5 separate regions of the Mus musculus genome follow, and regions 2, 3, 4 and 5 are each linked to region 1. A link is a contact called in public HiChIP or PLAC-seq, Micro-C and promoter capture Hi-C data. All regions are on one chromosome and are shown on one strand. Each heading gives the region's core, a stretch centred on a gene start, on an enhancer-like site or on the middle of the called end of the contact. The rest is flanking DNA. Distances are from core to core; before and after follow the strand shown. Region 1 holds the start of Decr1 (2,4-dienoyl CoA reductase 1, mitochondrial). Region 2 overlaps Necab1 (N-terminal EF-hand calcium binding protein 1). Region 3 holds the start of Necab1 (N-terminal EF-hand calcium binding protein 1). Region 4 has its middle 16 kb from the start of Tmem64. Region 5 overlaps Gm29883 (a long non-coding RNA gene).

Region 1 (3,436 bases), core at 412-2,911:
GAAGAGTGGGATTCTGGGCTTAGGCTCTGTTGCTGCAATCCTAAGAGCATCTGTAGGTCACAGAGACACTGGGAGCCTGGGAAAGGGCCGGTTCTCAGAAAAGGAATGTGGGGGTTTTGTCTGTTTGTCTTCGCCATGCTCCATTGTCTTTAAAAAGAGAAACAGTACCATCACAAACCAAGCAGTGAACGGGCCACTTTCCAGAAGATCCTCTGACTTGAAGAAGTCACCACACCTTGCTGCCTTAGCGTGTGGAGCCTCTTTCCAGCCTGTGCCCTGACCTGGTCTCTCTCCCGTGCTTCTTCTCTGCCTACCTAGGACCCCTGCTTCTCTCACACACACACCCCTGCCCCCCAGTACTCAGTTCTTTCGAACCACTCCCACATTTTTCTAAAGTGAACACCTCTGGGTCTGTCTATCAAACTCAAAGTGGGTAGAGATGGGGTATCAATTGATGGTCTGAGTTTTCTACTTGGATAAGGAAATTCTGATTTTTAGCTTAAGATTTTTAACCGAGTTAGGGGCATGGGTTGTCTTGAACTAATGCTTTTTTTTTTTTCTTCCTCTTCTCCCCTGGTTTCTTCACTTGCATGTTTCATTTCCATTGTCGACCGGGTGGGAAAATGTTGGAAAGCAAAGCAATATAAGCTAGAGAGAAACAGAAATGGATTCCACCATGAGATGCACCTCTAGAAGGTGAATGGAAATGTGGCTTAGGTTTTGACATTTTCAAATTACTTTACTTACATCATACTTGTTTATTTGAGGGAGAAGGGCCCGTGCCTACACCTGACAAAAACAAGAGTTCAATCCTGGGATCCAAGGGTAGAAGGTGAGAAGCAACTTCCACGAGGTTTTGGCTCTTCAGATATTTCCTTTTTCATGTGCCTTTGGTTTTTTTGGAAAAATAACTATAGAAAACGAAGTCATTTCTGCATGTCCCTCAAAATAAGGCACTGTGGGTGGGGGACTTGTAAAAGGGCAACAGTGCTCAGGGAAGACATCTTCAGAAACAGAACCAAGCCTAATCTTTCTCTTTCCGACCCACAGAATTGACAGCTATGCCCTTCAGGCTAGCTTTGACTAAGGGCTTGCCACTGCTAAATGTAGGTAAAAGGTCCATGGATTTCTTCCAAGGTAATCTCTGGTTTCCAGCTCCCAACAAAATTCCCTTGTTCACTTGACAGACCAGGGTTCCGCCAGCCTGCTACGTGTGCGGCATTCCCGGTTTATTTACAAATGAAAGTTCCCTTGTGGAGGATTCCTTTCTCCTCCCGACCCCCCTCATTCTCTCATCTCCCAGGGCCCTGAAATCCCTGGCTTATCAAAATTAGCTGTGTCTTTCCCTCTCCCCTCACTGCGCCCCAGGAGTGCTCTCCCCAAGTCCGGGAACCCTTGTCCCCTCACCCCTCTCATTGCACCCTCTGCTTCCCGGGACGCCTGGCATCTCTCACCTCCCTGCACCGGACCCGGCCCTGTTTTAGCTGCCTGCGCCCCGGCCCCTGGTCTCCCGCGCTGCGTGCTCAGCGTTGCGGGTGGAAGCCTGACCCACGCCGCGCTGCCTTACCCTCTGAGGACCCGGATCGCAGGGGAGGCGGGACACCCCAGCAAAGAACGCACGGCCCAGCAGCGCCATGTCTGCAGCAGGACTCAGTCCTTAATGCCAGGGTCCGCCCCGGCCCGGAAGTCTCAGTTCAGGGCGGAGGGAGGGGCCGGGCGAGGCTGTGACCCCGGACAGTCTAGCCTCGGGAGGGGGCGGCTCCCCGCCTGCTCCTTGCAGTTCTCCGCTCCCTCTCAAGGGAGAATTTTGTCCAGAGGGGAACGGGTTCGGGACCAGCCGATACAAAAGTTTCCCTAAACCATGAGACTTGCAGTTAATCCACCGAATGCCTTTCGATCGGTCGCGTTTACTCCTCCATGATGAAAAGCCGTGATCCATGGGAATTCCGTCACATACCATCAGATTAATATTTTGTACTTATATTATGGCTTCTGTAAATGCCTATTAGAAGTTTGGCTCTGACCCTCCAACCCCTTGCTTTCTTTTGTCCAAGGAACGGGTGCATACTTGAACAACAAAAGCACAATTATAGTGTAAATGACTTGGGATAACAGGGTTTGAAATGCCCAGGGCACTACAAAAGATTACAATTTTTCAGACTTGAGAAAATAATTGTTTATTTATTTATTTTTGTGTATACGAATACACTGTAGCTGTCTTCAAACACACCAGAATCGGAACCCATTACGGATGATTCACCATGTGGTTGCTGGGAATTGAACTCAGGACCTCTGAAAGAGCAGTCAGTGTTCTTAATCCTTTGGAGCCACCTCTCCAGCCCGGCTCGAAATTTAAGAAAAAAAAAAAAGTCTATCCTTATTAGGAAAAAAAAAATCCTTAAAACTATGCTTCTTGGTTTGTTTTCTTGGCGGAATGATAAAACACTCTGATCCTGACGGGACAATGGAGTAAGGTAATTGACTGGCGAAGGAACTTGCGTCCAAGCCCAAGTTCCATGGCTAGGACTCACAAGGTAGAAGAGGAGAGAACCAACCCCAGCAAGCTGTCTTCTGAGGTCTGCACAAATGCCTTTGAACACAAAATAATAAATCTATTTAAAAATTTTAAACACTTTGAAAAAACAGGATTAAGTGTTCATTTCAGCTCACAGCTCCAGGTCTGTCATGACGGGAAGTCGAGAGAGCAGGAGCTTGGAAATGTGCTCACACTGTGTTGGAAGACAGGCGGCAGCCATGAATGTAGCTGCCAGTGATCAGGCCTCTTCTCCACCTTGTACAGTCCAGGATCTCCAGCCTGGGAAACAGTCGTGTCCAAAACGAAGATGGGTCTTCCCACATCAGTTAACACAATCAAGATAACGGCCAGGCCTCAAAGGCCAGTCTGTTATATCATTCTTTCAAGTTCACAGTTAAAAACAATTCGTGCAGCTCTGCTGCTTATCAGCCTGACACCCAACCTCATTATTTTTAGGCAATAACCGTCCACCTTTGCCCCAAAAGGCTCATAACCATGTCATAACGTGAAATGTATTCAGTCTAACTTTGAAAGTCCCCATTGTCTTTAATGACTATAGCACTTTAAAATTCCAAAGACTTGGGTCATAAACAAGTTACATACTTCCAACACATAATGGTACAGAATAAGAAATCCTATTCAAAAATGGAAGACCCAGGATATAATACTGAATGAAATGGAGACATGACCACTCCTGGGTGTAATTGAGGAGAAGGTTTTTATTGCAGATATGAGAAAGAGAACAACCCAGAGGCATCTGGAAGAGTCCAGACTGAACATGGCCAGCAGAATAGACAGGACCATGAAAGGAGCTGGGGTAGAGAGAGAGGGAGGAAGAAAAGAGGGAGGGGCAAGAGAGAGACCAGGATAGAGAGAACCAAGAGAGACAAAGAAAGCACA
Region 2 (3,436 bases), core at 308-2,807, 950 kb before region 1:
ATACATACATGTATTGACACAAAACATATACGAAACCTGGGACACTATTTTAAAAAATCTAGACATAATTGGAATAGAGGAAGAAGAAACTCAGGTTAAAAGCCCAGAAAATATTTTCAACAAAATTAAAGAAAAACATTTCTAAATTAAAGTCTAGTATGGTTATGAAGGTTCTGTTTGTTTGGAAACCCTGCTCATCCCCTGCACAAGCTAAGAAAGCCCATTAGCTCTTTTTCCTCTCCAGCCCTACTGCAGGGAGTAAACTCAGGGCTAACATGTCATCTCTCCCTGCCTTCATGTTTACAGGAACCCACTCATGAATGCCTGCCCAGGGGCTCAGCTTCTGTTTATAAATCACGCTAGGCACAATCCCACCTCCTAGCTCACATGTCATCAGCTCACTCCTTTGCTCACAAACCCCTTTGCTTTAGCCCCAGCATGAGACTCCATTGACTTCTACCCATGAGATCAGTGAACTCACCTGAGAGCTACCACTCAATAAACCTGTCTTCATACTCTTGATTTGGCTAGAATTGGTGTAGTATATTGGCAGAGAAACCTATTAGCTACAAGAAACATACAGAACACCAAATAGACTGGACCAAAAACGAAAGTCCCCTTACCACATAATAATCAAACAACTAAATGTGATAAACAAAGAAAAATATTAAAATCTGATAGGGACAAAGAACAAACAGCATTATAAAGCAATTACAATAACATTTGACTTCCCAATGGAAATTCTAAAAGCCAAAAGGCCACAGGTAAGATGTTCTACAAATTGTGCAAGACTGCAGATGCCAGCTGAGACTACCGTACCCAGCAAAACTCTAATCACCATAGATGGAGAAAAGAAAGGCATTCTATGAAAAAAAAGAAAAGAAAAGAAAAGAAACCCAAATTAAGCAGTATCTACTACTCCAGCCCTACAGAAAGTGCTAGAAGGAAAATTCCAACCTAAAGAGGTTAATTATAAGAAAACACAAGGAATAAATAATCCTTGAACAGCAAATCAAAAGAAGGGCAACACACACCACAACAACAATATAAATGGAATAAACAAACACTGTTCATTAATATCTCTCAACATTAGTGGTCTCAATTTTCTAATAAAAAATACAGACTAACAGAATGGATGTGAAAACAGGATCCATCCTTCTGCTGCAACCAAGATATATATCTTAAAATCAAATATAGACATCATCTCCTGTAAAAAAATGGGAAAAGATATTCCAAGCAAATGGACCTGTGAAGCAAGCTATTATAAACTCTTGTAGCCATTTTAGTATCCGACAAAATAGACTTCAATCAAAATTAATCAGAAGAGATAGAGAAGGAAACTCCATACTCACCAAAGGAAAAATCCTCCAAGAGGACATTACAATTATTAACATCTATTCCCCAAACAGGATAGCCCTGATGTTGCTTATATTTTGATGCTAATTCTGCTTTCCCAGGAGGGGTTGAATTCATGAGTCATGAATTACTTACACAGGTGACTTCTTGTGAACCTTCCTCCCAGCTTAATTTGTAAAATAAAAGTTAGAGACAGTGATTGGGCAGTAGAAGGGAAGGTGGAGCTGAAAAGTTTGGGGGAGAAAAAGGGAAGGGAAGAGGACAGAGGAGCAGGAGGAGGTGGAAGGAAAGCAGAGCAGAAGTACATGGCCTGGAGAAACCACAAGTGATAAGGGATCTCAAAGATGGGGAATATAGTAGTGTAGTGGTAGATCTGCCCAATCTAGGCATGCAGCTTGTATTCATATTAATTGAGTTGTGTTTTCTTTACCAGGGCTTATCTGGGTTGGAGATTTACTGAAAAAAAATTGGTGCCCAGCATATTGATTAGAGCTCAACTAACCTGAGATAAAAGTTCACTGTCCTCCAACCCCCCCATATATGGCTCAGGCAGCAATCTAGGATGTAGCAGTGTGGATTGAAAGGAATTAGACATCTTATCATTTACCAGTATTGCAATATTTATTCTCTTGATTTACTATGTCTTCTCAAAAGACAGGGCCCTAGATAAAAAATTCCTTGCCTTAGAAAAGAGATTACAAGTAACACTAAAACTAAAGGTTCAGGATTTTATAGGTCACAATAAGTAGCAGAAAGAGGAGAATGAAGGTTAGAGACAGGAGCTGGAAGAGACACTAGGAAAACTAATTTGACAATTCACAGGTCAGAACAGCATGGAGATAGAGATAAAATTTGGAAGCAAAGTCTAGAGGATAATTTACTAAAGCTAGCAAATCAAACTAAGGCAGATGCTGCAATATTAGAATTACAACACAAAGAGAAGCTTAGATCATGGAAGCAGGGCTTAGAACAGAAGATACAGGAAATTATAGAGCAGCATGAACAACAGAAAGAGAAATTTAAGACTTGGCAATGTGGCCTAGAGGAAACACTAAAATTGAAGACAGAGGAAATTATAGATCAGAATAAGAGACAGAAAGTTGAAAATGAAGGTGGGAGACAGGAGCTGGAAAAGATGCTAGAACAAAGGATGCAGCAGCTCACAGAGCAGACTGAGCAGGAGAGAGAAAATAATGAGGATTGGAAGCAAGACTTGAAGAATAACCTTTTAAAATTAATCAAAATAAAATGAAGAGCAGACTATCAGAATTGCAATATAAAGAAAAAAAATCAAAATATGGAGGCAGAACCTTGAAAAAAGAATATAGGAACTGAAGGAACAGGATAATAATAAGAGATATGAAGTGTGGACACAGACCTTAAGGGAAGAATTTAAAATTTCAATTAAAGAGAATACTCAGGTAGAGACAAAAGATAACATTAGAAAAAGCTAACCAAAGTTAGAAAACAAACTTTAGTCTATCTGGTTAATATACAACAAAGACCTCTACAGTGTTATGAGGAATTTGAATTGCAAATTAAATTAGAACTGAGAAAATTTAAGGAAAGTGTCACTAATTTTGGAATGCATTCACTATTTGTAAAACAAATCTTGACTTCTTGGGCTATTAATAATAGAATAATCCTCTAAGATTGGGGAGATATAGCAAGAGCAATACTAGATACCTGCTGCAAATTTATAATGGTTCGCATGGTGGAGAGATGAGGCAAGGGAGATAGCATGACAAAATAGAGTTGGGATAGAGAGATTTCTACAGATAAAATGCTCGTTGAAGGTTGCTTTGCTGAGGTAGAGGTGCAGGCTGTATATGATGAAGAACATATAAGAGGACATACTATTTTCATAGCAGCCTTATTTATAATAGCCAGAAGCTGGAAAGAACCCAGATGTCCCTCAACAGAAGAATGGGTACAGAAAATGTGCTTAATAAAACAACAACAACAAAAAATAACACCAAACCAAGAAACAAAACAAAACAAAACAAAACAAACAAAATCACCACTATGGCCAAAATCACACACTGACCTTCACACTGATAATGGGTGACTTCCATATCCC
Region 3 (3,436 bases), core at 400-2,899, 800 kb before region 1:
CCTGAATCCTGTGTTGGCACTGCATGGTGATGTGGGGAGAAGGCTGCCTGGAGGTGGGGTTGAAGCTTCGATTAAGTCTTACACAAGTTTTAATTATTGATATAAATTTCTCAGCCAATTTTTTAAAAAGTCTAGATAATTCCTTCACGACAAATCAAAGACTCCTTGCCCCTCCCCCATTATCTTCAAAATCCCTGACTGGCCATTATGATAGTTGATGTCCTCACATTTTCATTTTTCATACTCAAGTGTATTTAGCCTCTGGCCCACCTCCTTCATGCTTGGACTTTAATAAGGAGTGATGGCTTAGAGAAGGGGAGGGGCAGGGACAAACGAGGCTCCTTTGCATGCTTTGCCCATTTTCCATCATGCTAAAAAAGGAGCGGCTAGAACTGTCCCCACTGAGCAAGCCAGACACTACCTGGGGGAACAGAGTGAATTTTACATGTGAACAGCAGCTAGAAGAGCCAGAACCCAGAAGGCAAGCAACCCAGGAACAGGAAAGCCAGGAAACAAAACAAGGCAGCCGGGTGAGAAACAAACATTAGGGACAAAGCGAAGCGGAATCTAGGAGCAAATTAAATCTAAAACTGAGAGAGAAAGAGGGGGGGGGGGAGAGAGATTACAGCATAAGGAGACAAAATAGCACGGAAAGAATGGTCAGGCTAGAGATGCGAAGCAAGGAAGTCAATTCCCAAGCAAGGAATGGGACCATAGGGAAAACCATCAAAAGCTAGAAGAGAAGGTTAATGATAGTAATTACAACTTAGGCAGGGCAGGTGGTGGTGGTGGGGAGAATAATAGGGAAGGCAGCGGGCACCAAAAGAGAAAAAAAAATCATTATGATAAAAGAGACCTTGGCTTCTGTTGTAAAATAAGAAAACGAATACGTTCAAAGAAATTGTTTTTGAAGGTAGCTGGGAGTAGCTGGAGGGGCATCACAATGTCTAAGGCTTCCGTCAGCGCTCCCAGCACAAGGGAGAGAGAGTGCCTGCCAGTAAATTGGGCAGCAGGGATGAGACCGGAATCAAGTCCTACACTGCTCAATGGGAGACTCTCCATTCCGGGCAGAAGCCCTAGGTTCTGGGAAGTCGAACTTTGGGGGCTCCTTAAAGCTTATAATCAAAGCTGCAGGTCTGGGACAGCTCTTTACAAGTTGGGTGGCAGTCCTTTCTCTTGCATTTATTTGCCTAGGGTCCTCTGGGGAACAGCAGATAGGAGATAGTTTGAGTGGAGGTCTGATAGCAATGCCAGCAGCCAACCGCTGCTCCTGACCCCTCCCCTCTCACAGAGGTGATGCCTAATGCGCCCACCTAACTACTTCAGCTATACTTACGTCGAGGAAGATGGACATGCCCTTGGACAGTTGCAGGGTAGAGCTGAGCTCTTCCGAGGAGTTGTTGGAGGAAGGCGAAGTCTCCCGGGAATCCTCCATCCTCAGCGGTCCTGGCGCTGGCGGGCAGACTGGGCGGGATGCAAAGGCTCTGACCTGGTGCTGTCTCAGCTGCTGCCTCCCCGCGCCGCGCCACCAGGGTCGGATGCAAGTGGGTGTTCGCTCTGAGCGCGCGCCTCCCTCTGCTCTGCGCGGACTCTCCTCCCTCTCCCGCCTCTAGGCTTCAGCACGCTAGCTCTCGCCGCCCCCTTCCCGTGGCTGACTGCACCTCACTGGGGATCCGACTTAGCAACACTGTAACTCCCCTTGCCAGTGAGCATTCCCTGGCCTTGACAAGCCCTTAGTCACTTGCCAGAGGTAACCTTCTGGACCCTGCCCACCACACCGCACTTTACATGACAGAGCAGATCAAGCTTTGTCCTGAGCATCAGAGGGGGGTGGGGTGGGGGGGTGGGGGGGTCAGAAGCACTGAGGGAAAACCATGAGTGGGAAGAAGGAATCGAGTTTTGCCTACTCCATCCTTGATGGAAACAGAACTCTGTGCCCCCCTCACTCCTCCCCACGCCCAACCTGGTTTCTGGATTCTGTCCTGGAAGGGATAGCTAGTTCAGTTTTGGATTAAGGCACTGGGTCTGGCCATCTGCCTTAGTTGCTTTTTTATCTTGTGGTGTAGCAAATTGCTAAATCTTTAAAGCTTAGTGTTTACGAATCGGCAAAACGATCACCAGGGTGGTGCTTAGCTTATAGTTCCACTGCTTGCACACTTGGCACTATCAGGTGTAGGGAGGGAGAGGCAAGCCCGGCACAACACAGACAAAATGTAGGGAGATAACTTGCCTTGCGCCAGTCGTCCTGGCCATGAGCCTTCTTCCAACACCATGGATTCTGGCGTTTCCAACCTCCCTACCTCCCGGCTGCTCTGAATCTACTGTTTACAGAGAGTGAGTTTGCAACTCTGGCTGAACGTTGGACTGTGTGTCACTTAGAGTGTGTGTCAACTTCAAAATGTCCTAACAGATGAATGAATTGTCATTCTTCCTGCAGGCTTTCTTCGTGCCTAGACCTAGAAGATCGTACTTTCTGAGCTGGGGTGCATCAAAGGCTTTTAAGAGCTGCACCCTTCCAATGGTACATTTATTCGTACTCGGAGTTAGGAACTCACTCCCACAAAAGCAAAACAAACAAACAAACAAACAAACAAACAAACAAATTAAGGCCTGAGTTTCACTTCTGGATTCATGTTCAGTTAGCATGTGGTTGTCCCTAGCGTATTTTTCCTCTCTCAAAGCGTCTCAGGCAATCTTTATGAGCCCAGAATTAATAAGCACTTAAAGAAGAAGAGCTACAGAAATTAAGCAAAGGTCAGTGACTTCAGACCTGTAAAGTCCAGGGATAAAACGCAGAGCTTCATTAAGTCTAGAGTCACAAACATGATTAGAGAAGATATTGATTGGAGCTGTGCTTTGAGGACTATTAGTCTTGCATCTTTGTGTATTTATACCTTATTAACTTCGAGTTATCTTATCTGAACAACTAGAATAGATTCTTTCCTCTGACAATTGCTTAGCAAAAAGAAATGAAAAATCATGAAAAAATTCCAGTCAACCCATCAAAGAAATACTGATCATTCAAATCACACAGAAACAAGAGAGATGCTGACAATGAATGTTATCGAGTTTACAAAAGCACCATATTTGTTCCTACTATTGACTGAGGAATATATCTGTGTCAATAAACATAGCCTAAGTCTGGACTCTCTAACTTGTGTGGGTCTCTCTGCCCTCAAATTCAGCCTTGTGAAATATGCTTGTGCTCATCCCATGGAAACAAGCCTAGGTGAAAAAGCAGATTTTCTTAGATTATAAATGAAAAACAGGAAAATAACCTGTCACTAATGTTCAAAACTAGAGAACTAGCTGCAACAGTGCAGTAAAGTGACCCCTGCTCCCTTTGCTGACAATGCATGCCAGCTTGTGTTTCTTCTAAGGAGCTATCAAGAAGGAATGTAGGAAGGCTGGTGGTTAAGCCTAGTGGTTAAGAGTA
Region 4 (3,436 bases), core at 507-3,006, 700 kb before region 1:
AAGGCAAGGGAGTCGGGTTTTTACAGACGTACTCTTAATTGTTACATGCAGCCTGCTTGCCTATAAGAACTTCCTTCCCATTTCCATTTCCGGGAACTTCACCTTTTGGTGCAGACCCAGAATTGCCCCAGCTCTTTCCTACAGACTCTCTTCATCCTTCTCTTCTAGCCCATTTTAATTCTATTGTGTCAACCCCCAATCCAAAAGAACATATTCTCCTAGGGACCCCCAAGTGGCCACACTCAACTGAAGAGCAAGCACCTTCACCCACCATACTGGCCTATAATTGAGAGTGGGTAACAGCAACCAAAGACCAGCACACCCAGCCAACACCGATGAGTCCAGATATCAACACCAAGAAACAACTCATAACTAACTCCCTTTTCAAAAACAAAAACAAGAACTGCCAAGCCACTACTACGCCTCTTACAGAAGCCAGGAAAAGGCCATGAGAAAAACAAGCTGAAGCACAAGACAGGAGCTTCAAAGTAGCTATAAAAATAAGTTCAAGGACCTCAGCGAGGACATGAGTAATCTCAATGAAGTCTGTGAAAATACAAACAAAAAATGGAATGAAATAATGAAATCAATTCAGAACAAGAAAGTACAATTAAACAATGACATAAAATCACTAAAGAAAACCCCAAACTCAGATAAAACTTAATTGAAAGATTTAAGACATCAAACAAAAACCTCACTAACGGAGTATGAGGCATGAAAAAGGGGATCACAAGTGTTAAAGATAAAGTAGGAGAAATGGATAATTCAAAGAAAATGTTATATATATATATATCCAGGCACAAAATATCTGGGAATTCTGGGATACTATGGGGAAAAAAATGTACATACAATAAGACTAGAGGAAGGAAAAGAAACCAGGAGGTCAAAGACACAGAAAATATTTTCAAGACAATCATAAAAGAAAATTTCTCCAATCTAAAGAAAGTGATAATGTCTATCCAGGTACAAGAAGTGCTAAGTGTGGCATGACCCTGGTAGGGACAGAATGACATACTTCCTGTCCCTGGGATGGGGCCAGCAGGCATGGGCTTCCATGAATGTCAATGGCTGCTGTGGACATATGGCTTATTTTTGTAGTAATGTACATATTTTCACGCTCCCCCAAGGAATGTCCTCCCTGCTAACAATAATGATGATTACGACAGCCTGACTTCAGTACTCGAAGGTGTCTCTCTGTCTTTTGCAGAATAGTAAATGCTGGGACCTTCTGTGGAAAAGAACTCTAAAAACATGAGTTTGAAAATACATAACTTTTCAACTATGCAAAAATATAAGAATGCAATATGAATTGTATAAGGAGCTTCATGAACCTAAAGGAACAAAGACAGCTGCATTAAAAAGCCAGCTTGTCAGAAAAATACAAAGACAGGCAGATTCCTGAGTTCAAGGTCAGCCTGGGACACAGCCAGGTTAGGCCAGGGTGTGGTAGAAATGGTAATTTCAGGACTAAGTCCCACCCAGCTAATTTCACGTCAGCCTCTGAATTATTTTGAAATGTTTTAAAAAATGTCAGGCTCTCTCCCCAGAATCTAAAGGCTGGGAGTAGGATGCTAATTCATAGGATAATCAATACCGAACCTGGAATAAACAACTGAATTGATATGTAAATAAAAACCAGTCTTTTTGTGGGAGCTAGCAGAAACTGATAGCCTTTCTTTTTTTTAATCTAGAGTTGAGGTGTCTGGAAATCTCTGGAGAGTGAACACAGGTCTTAAAGAATGTTTGCTAACAGGATTTCTGGTCAGAAATCCCAAGATTTACTTAGAGAGCTGACACAGCTCCTTTGGAATGCTTCCCAGCAGTTATCTGGAGAAAGTTGTCTGAAGAGTGAACACAGCTTTTTTAGATTTTTGTTTCTTTGTTTCTTTGTTTTTTGGCTTTTTAATTTTGATTGGAAAACCCAAGAATTACTTTTAGAATTTTTCTACCAGAATTTCTGACTTGGTTGGAAGATCCAAGAATGTTTTTACAGCAGCTTTTCTGACTTTGGTCAGAAAATCCACGAGCTTTCCAGAGAGTTTTTTTTTTTTGGTAAGGCTTTACTGATAAAGACAACACTTACAATGTAAGACTCAAAAAGTGAGCCCTAGCTACCCGGAGACTCCCAACTGAGACTCAAACAGAGTTTGCTGCAAAAGCAAGAGGTTTATTGTTCCAGCATGTCGGGGTCATGCTGTGCCCAGAGGAGAGGCACCCCCTTCCCTTTCTTTCATAAGCTTTTTATATAATTATTGAGGGCAGATTATAGTAACAGCAACTAGGCACATAGTAATGATTGGTGAGCATGATGACTTTTACATTAATTGGCTGGGCAAGGAGGGGGACTCAGGGACCTTCCCTAAGGCCCAGGGGGAAGTTCCAAGTCAGGGCCTCTAAACTACATGAGCATAGAGAGTCTTTACCCCTACCTTCAGCATTCAATACTGTAAGGTTGTCTGCGTGTTACTACAGGAAAAAGCTGGTCAGCAATGTCACTCAGCTACAAACCCTGTGAATTACAACATCAACCTGCCTGCAAGGTACACTGGTTGTAATAGTGACACAAATGTTATGAGAAACCAACCACTTTCCTTCTTTTTTTTTTTCCGAGACAGGGTTTCTCTGCATAGCTCTGGCTCCAGGAACTCACTTTGTAGACCAGGCTGGCCTCGAACTCAGAAATCTGCCTGCCTCTGCCTCCTGCGTGCTGGGATTAAAGGCGTGCGCCACCACTCCTGGCAACCAACCACTTTCTAAAAATTGGATGTGAGGCCTGTTCCATGAGACAGAACTCTTTTTTGAGACTGCAAAAGTAGCCAAGAACACGAGGCTAGATAGGCAGTAGACCTAGAGGAAACACTGCTAATTTGCTAAAGGGCTACAGCAATAAAATGACTCTTAATGACATATTGTTAAAGTCTTCCCAACACAAAACGAACTGACACACTCTTGAACTCACAGAAACTGGGGCAGCATAAACAAGATATGTGCAACTTCAAGGCAGATACGGTCTAACACTGAGAGGGGAAAGTGGACACAGGGTCTCACTCCTAATGAAGAAGCTATTTGCATTTTTAGCTCCTAGAAAAATTATAATCAGTTTTAAGCAATGAAGCATGGTTGGGTAAATCAACCACAGTTCAGGGTAGGCCCTATGTCGAGTAGTTGGTCAATACAAAATGAACCCAGTATGATTTTTGTGAACTTTTAGTTTTGCTTTGTTTTGGAATTTCTTGTCTTATTGGTGTTTTGCATTTGTTTTGATTTGTGTGTGTTGGTTTTGCTTCTTATTGAGAGAGACAGAGACAGACAGACAGACAGACAGTCAGAGGTAGACAGAGAGGAGGGGGAAGGAAGGAGGAAGAGAGAACATAAAGGTGGATGGGCAAGGAGGTAGGAGTTTCCAGGAGAAGTTGTGGGAGGAGGAAAACAAGAT
Region 5 (3,436 bases), core at 643-3,142, 650 kb before region 1:
ATATCTTATATCTTGGGTATCCTAGGTTTGGGGCTAATATCCACTTATCAGTGAGTACATATTGTGTGAGTTTCTTTGTGAATGTGTTACCTCACTCAGGATGATGCCCTCCAGGTCCATCCATTTGGCTAGGAATTTCATAAATTCATTCTTTTTAATAGCTGAGTAGTACTCCATTGTGTAGATGTACCACATTTTCTGTATCCATTCCTCTGTTGAGGGGCATCTAGGTTCTTTCCAGCTTCTGGCTATTATAAATAAGGCTGCTATGAACATAGTGGAGCATGTGTCCTTCTTACCAGTTGGGGCATCTTCTGGATATATGCCCAGGAGAGGTATTGCTGGATCCTCCGGTAGATAGGATACTAATATCCAACATATATAAAGAACTCAAGAAGGTGGACTTCAGAAAATCAAATAACCCCATTAAAAAATGGGGCTCAGAACTGAACAAAGAATTCTCACCTGAGGAATACCGAATGGCAGAGAAGCACCTGAAAAAATGTTCAACATCCTTAATCATCAGGGAAATGCAAATCAAAACAACCCTGAGATTCCACCTCACACCAGTCAGAATGTCTAAGATCAAAAATTCAGGTGACAGCAGATGCTGGCGTGGATGTGGAGAAAGAGGAACACTCCTCCATTGTTGGTGGGAGTGCAGGCTTGTACAACCACTCTGGAAATCAGTCTGGCGGTTCCTCAGAAAATTGGACATAGTACTACCGGAGGATCCAGCAATACCTCTCCTGGGCATATATCTAGTTATTATTTTTCTTAATTTTTGTTTGTTTGTGTGAATGCTAGTGTTAAATCCTATTTTGGTAACACCATTTGACTGTTGGTTGCAGCAGTGACATGAGTTGTCTCAGAAACCTGTGCTTCTAAATGATTTACAGTTGAGTTCAGGGAGCTGTTCAAGAAGGAGCACAGCATTGGTGGGGGGCTGAGTGACGTCGCATGATTGTTTTTAATGCAATTGGGATGAAATACATGGAGTACAAAAGGATATCCTGTTTCTCATTATGAAAGAAAGGAGTTACAAACATGAAAAGGAGGAAACTTAGAGTGAACCAGTTGGTACCGGTTTAGAATTTTAATCTTATTAGTTTTTAAACATGTGCAACAGATAGATAGATAGATAGATAGATAGATAGATAGATAGATAGATAGATAGATAGATAGATAAATATATTTTGTTTAAGCTCATTGGGAGGGCCTGGGAGTAAAGATACTTCAATAGCAATAGTGTCATCTAATACGCAGATGCTGGTTTCAACATGCCATTCAACTAAAAGGAACTGGTGGTTTTCCTTGACTGGGGCAAGGAAAGACCAAGTGGAGTCTGGACCTGTTTGGTACTGATAGGAAAGAAGCATAAAAGAATGGTAAAGACCCTTCAGAAAGACACAGCAGTCAGCATCTCATCTCGGACAATTGAAGAGCAAAATGATAATCACAGCTTACTTTTCTGCAGCCACCAATCCAATACTTGAGAAACCGAGCTGTTACCACAGCTGACCAAGTAAACGTCACAAGAAATCATGTGTGGTGACCATGAATGTGCCCTGGAAACAGAGCGTGTTGTGAAGGAAGGAAATGGTTGACACATCAGTCTGTCCCCTTGAATACTGAGGTCGTTGTTTTCCCTGGATGGGCCAACCCAATGCTGAGCATGCTGAGGGAACTGCATGGAGGCTGTCCATTCCTGCTTCATTTCTTCCTTTATCAGGCAGCTCTCCTTGGAGATGCCCCAGCAGCCTCTGACACTTTCCCAGAACTCCACTGCACTCTGCTTCTTCTTCCTTTTTATAGATCTTGTGTTCTTACCCCTGCCTACTCCTTCCTGCTCTGCGCACCCCACCCCATCCTTTGCAAATGTGTGCATAACAAACCTATCATTATCTCTAATCTGCCTTGCCTTCTGCTTCTTGGAAGAAGTGATAAAACCATATATGATGCAATGAGAAGGGGGCAGGGGTAAAAAGGCATTACTTCGTGGAATTTTTACTAACAACATAGAATATGAATATTTTCATGAGGAAATACAAGGCACAAGCTGAGATAGTAATAGAAAATAAAGAGCCAGTAATCTTAAAATTGCCAAGCTTGACATTAAAAGAAAAATAGAAACCATTGCACCTCGAAGGATCCTAAAGACATATGACAGCTGAGTAGCATGACATCTAAATACAGTATGTGGCCCTAGATATAATCTTTGTCATGAAAGACACTATTAAGATGACTGGAAAATGTGAACTGGCTCTTTGTTCTAAATGATAATAACGTGCTAGTGTTTACTCTGGATTTAAAGACAGAGGAAGGACTGACAGTCTCAGGGATCTAGGATGGGTTTATCATGCTTGAAATGGCTCAGAAAACCATACCTCTCTCACTGTTGGTCCAACTTCATTGCCAATCTGAAAACCTTGTTTGCTGAAGTCAGCCTGGTTGACTGTGGAGAATGGATGGATTACAAGGAGACCAGAAATGTCTGGGAACCAGTTTGAAGGCTATCTTCAGTGTGTCTAGACAAGAGCACAAAGGCAGCAGGTATGGCAAAGAGGAATTCCAAAGTCCACAGTTCGCAGTGAGAGAACCTTTAACAAACTGGACATGGCGTACTGGAAAAGAGTGACTGAGGATGACGTCCGCTTTTGCTTCAGGCTTGAAGAACTGAGTGGGTGCTCACAATTCAGTAAGGACGGCAGGAATGAGGTGGGGAGCAGAGTGAAACAGCTCTGCTTCAGACAGGTTAGAATGAAGACGTCTGTTAGACATCCAAGAGAGGTTAGTAGGCATTGGCTATAAGAGTCAGACAGTTAGAATGAAACCTTAGAGGTATAGACGTTAAGAACCCAAACCCCGAGAGCCTTTGAATTAGATGGATCACCCGGAGGATGGAAAGAGCGCAGGTCTAGTTCTGACAACCCCCAACATTTTCACGTCAGTTAGAAGTGGGTAGTGGGAATGCAAAGAATTATCATCTGCTCCAGGCTTCTAAAGAACTGTAAACATAGGACTTGGTAGTGGAGGGGAAAGGACCAGTGCTGGGTTTGCCAGCTTCTCTGAGGTAGGTGCATAAGGCCCTCAGGCTGTGGGGGCTGACCCTTCTGTGTCCATTCCTAAATTACCTTCCTGCAAAGGTAGCTGGAACAGCAAAGATAAACTCTTAGCAGGTTCTAAATGCGCATATAAATAGGCTCAGCCTTTAAAGGAGGTTTGGGAATTAACTGTTTCTCGGGAGGCCCATTAGCAGCTTCCTGGAGTTACAAACAGGCAACCATTTGCTTTATTACATACATAAAAGGGAGAAGGAGCCAGTCTCATCTGCCAACCATCCCAGCGATCAGGAAAAGACCTGTGAGAATTTTCTTAAGGTCCAATACATAGGAGGCCACTTAGATTTTCCTTTCAGAAAGCAGTCTTAGTTTTC

What was found. Promoter capture Hi-C pulls out the DNA fragments that hold promoters and counts their contacts. A called contact is a pair of places that touch in the nucleus more often than the background predicts. HiChIP or PLAC-seq counts read pairs in DNA pulled down with a chosen protein or histone mark.
Region 2: a contact with region 1 is called in a promoter capture Hi-C map of liver, with 3 times the contacts expected there. The contact joins the enhancer-like site here to the promoter of Decr1 in region 1. A contact is called at or near these places in 8 of 39 promoter capture datasets (the 3T3-L1 cell line, embryonic stem cells, frontonasal cranial neural crest and 3 more).
Region 3: a contact with region 1 is called in a promoter capture Hi-C map of liver, with 5 times the contacts expected there. The contact joins the promoter of Necab1 here to the promoter of Decr1 in region 1. A contact is called at or near these places in 8 of 39 promoter capture datasets (the 3T3-L1 cell line, cranial neural crest, embryonic stem cells and 4 more) and 1 of 484 Hi-C or Micro-C datasets (liver).
Region 4: an H3K27ac HiChIP or PLAC-seq map of embryonic stem cells shows a contact between it and region 1, with 5 times the contacts expected there. The contact joins the enhancer-like site here to the promoter of Decr1 in region 1. A contact is called at or near these places in 3 of 39 promoter capture datasets (the 3T3-L1 cell line, cranial neural crest and hippocampal neurons) and 1 of 115 datasets of contacts at active chromatin or transcription factors (embryonic stem cells).
Region 5: a Micro-C map of the G1E-ER4 cell line shows a contact between it and region 1. The contact joins the enhancer-like site here to the promoter of Decr1 in region 1. A contact is called at or near these places in 9 of 39 promoter capture datasets (HPC-7-derived erythroid cells, cranial neural crest, embryonic stem cells and 5 more), 5 of 484 Hi-C or Micro-C datasets (the G1E-ER4 cell line and liver), 8 of 115 datasets of contacts at active chromatin or transcription factors (embryonic forebrain, embryonic hindbrain, embryonic limb bud and 5 more) and 1 of 9 other capture datasets (embryonic stem cells).

The regions. Positions count from the first base shown.
Region 1 is chr4:15,943,716-15,947,151 of GRCm38.p6, forward strand. It overlaps Decr1 (2,4-dienoyl CoA reductase 1, mitochondrial), which reads right to left and starts at 1,662. Exons shown (of 10, transcript NM_026172.4): 1 at 1,568-1,662. The coding sequence starts at 1,636.
Region 2 is chr4:14,991,579-14,995,014 of GRCm38.p6, forward strand. All of the region lies in intron 6 of Necab1 (N-terminal EF-hand calcium binding protein 1), which reads right to left. Among named protein-coding and RNA genes, the nearest start is that of Gm11844, 29 kb to the right of the region's middle. Within about 2 kb of position 1,558, at least 2 of the 459 cell types and tissues checked have an H3K27ac peak or open chromatin away from gene starts, as enhancers often do. A contact at or near this core is called in liver, where this site is marked.
Region 3 is chr4:15,147,482-15,150,917 of GRCm38.p6, forward strand. It overlaps Necab1 (N-terminal EF-hand calcium binding protein 1), which reads right to left and starts at 1,650. Exons shown (of 13, transcript NM_178617.4): 1 at 1,337-1,650. The coding sequence starts at 1,435.
Region 4 is chr4:15,247,820-15,251,255 of GRCm38.p6, forward strand. No RefSeq gene overlaps it. Among named protein-coding and RNA genes, the nearest start is that of Tmem64, 16 kb to the right of the region's middle. Within about 2 kb of position 1,757, at least 37 of the 459 cell types and tissues checked have an H3K27ac peak or open chromatin away from gene starts, as enhancers often do. A contact at or near this core is called in embryonic stem cells, where this site is marked.
Region 5 is chr4:15,298,304-15,301,739 of GRCm38.p6, forward strand. All of the region lies in intron 1 of Gm29883 (a long non-coding RNA gene), which reads left to right. Among named protein-coding and RNA genes, the nearest start is that of Gm29883, 11 kb to the left of the region's middle. Within about 2 kb of position 1,893, at least 54 of the 459 cell types and tissues checked have an H3K27ac peak or open chromatin away from gene starts, as enhancers often do. A contact at or near this core is called in the G1E-ER4 cell line and thymic regulatory T cells, where this site is marked.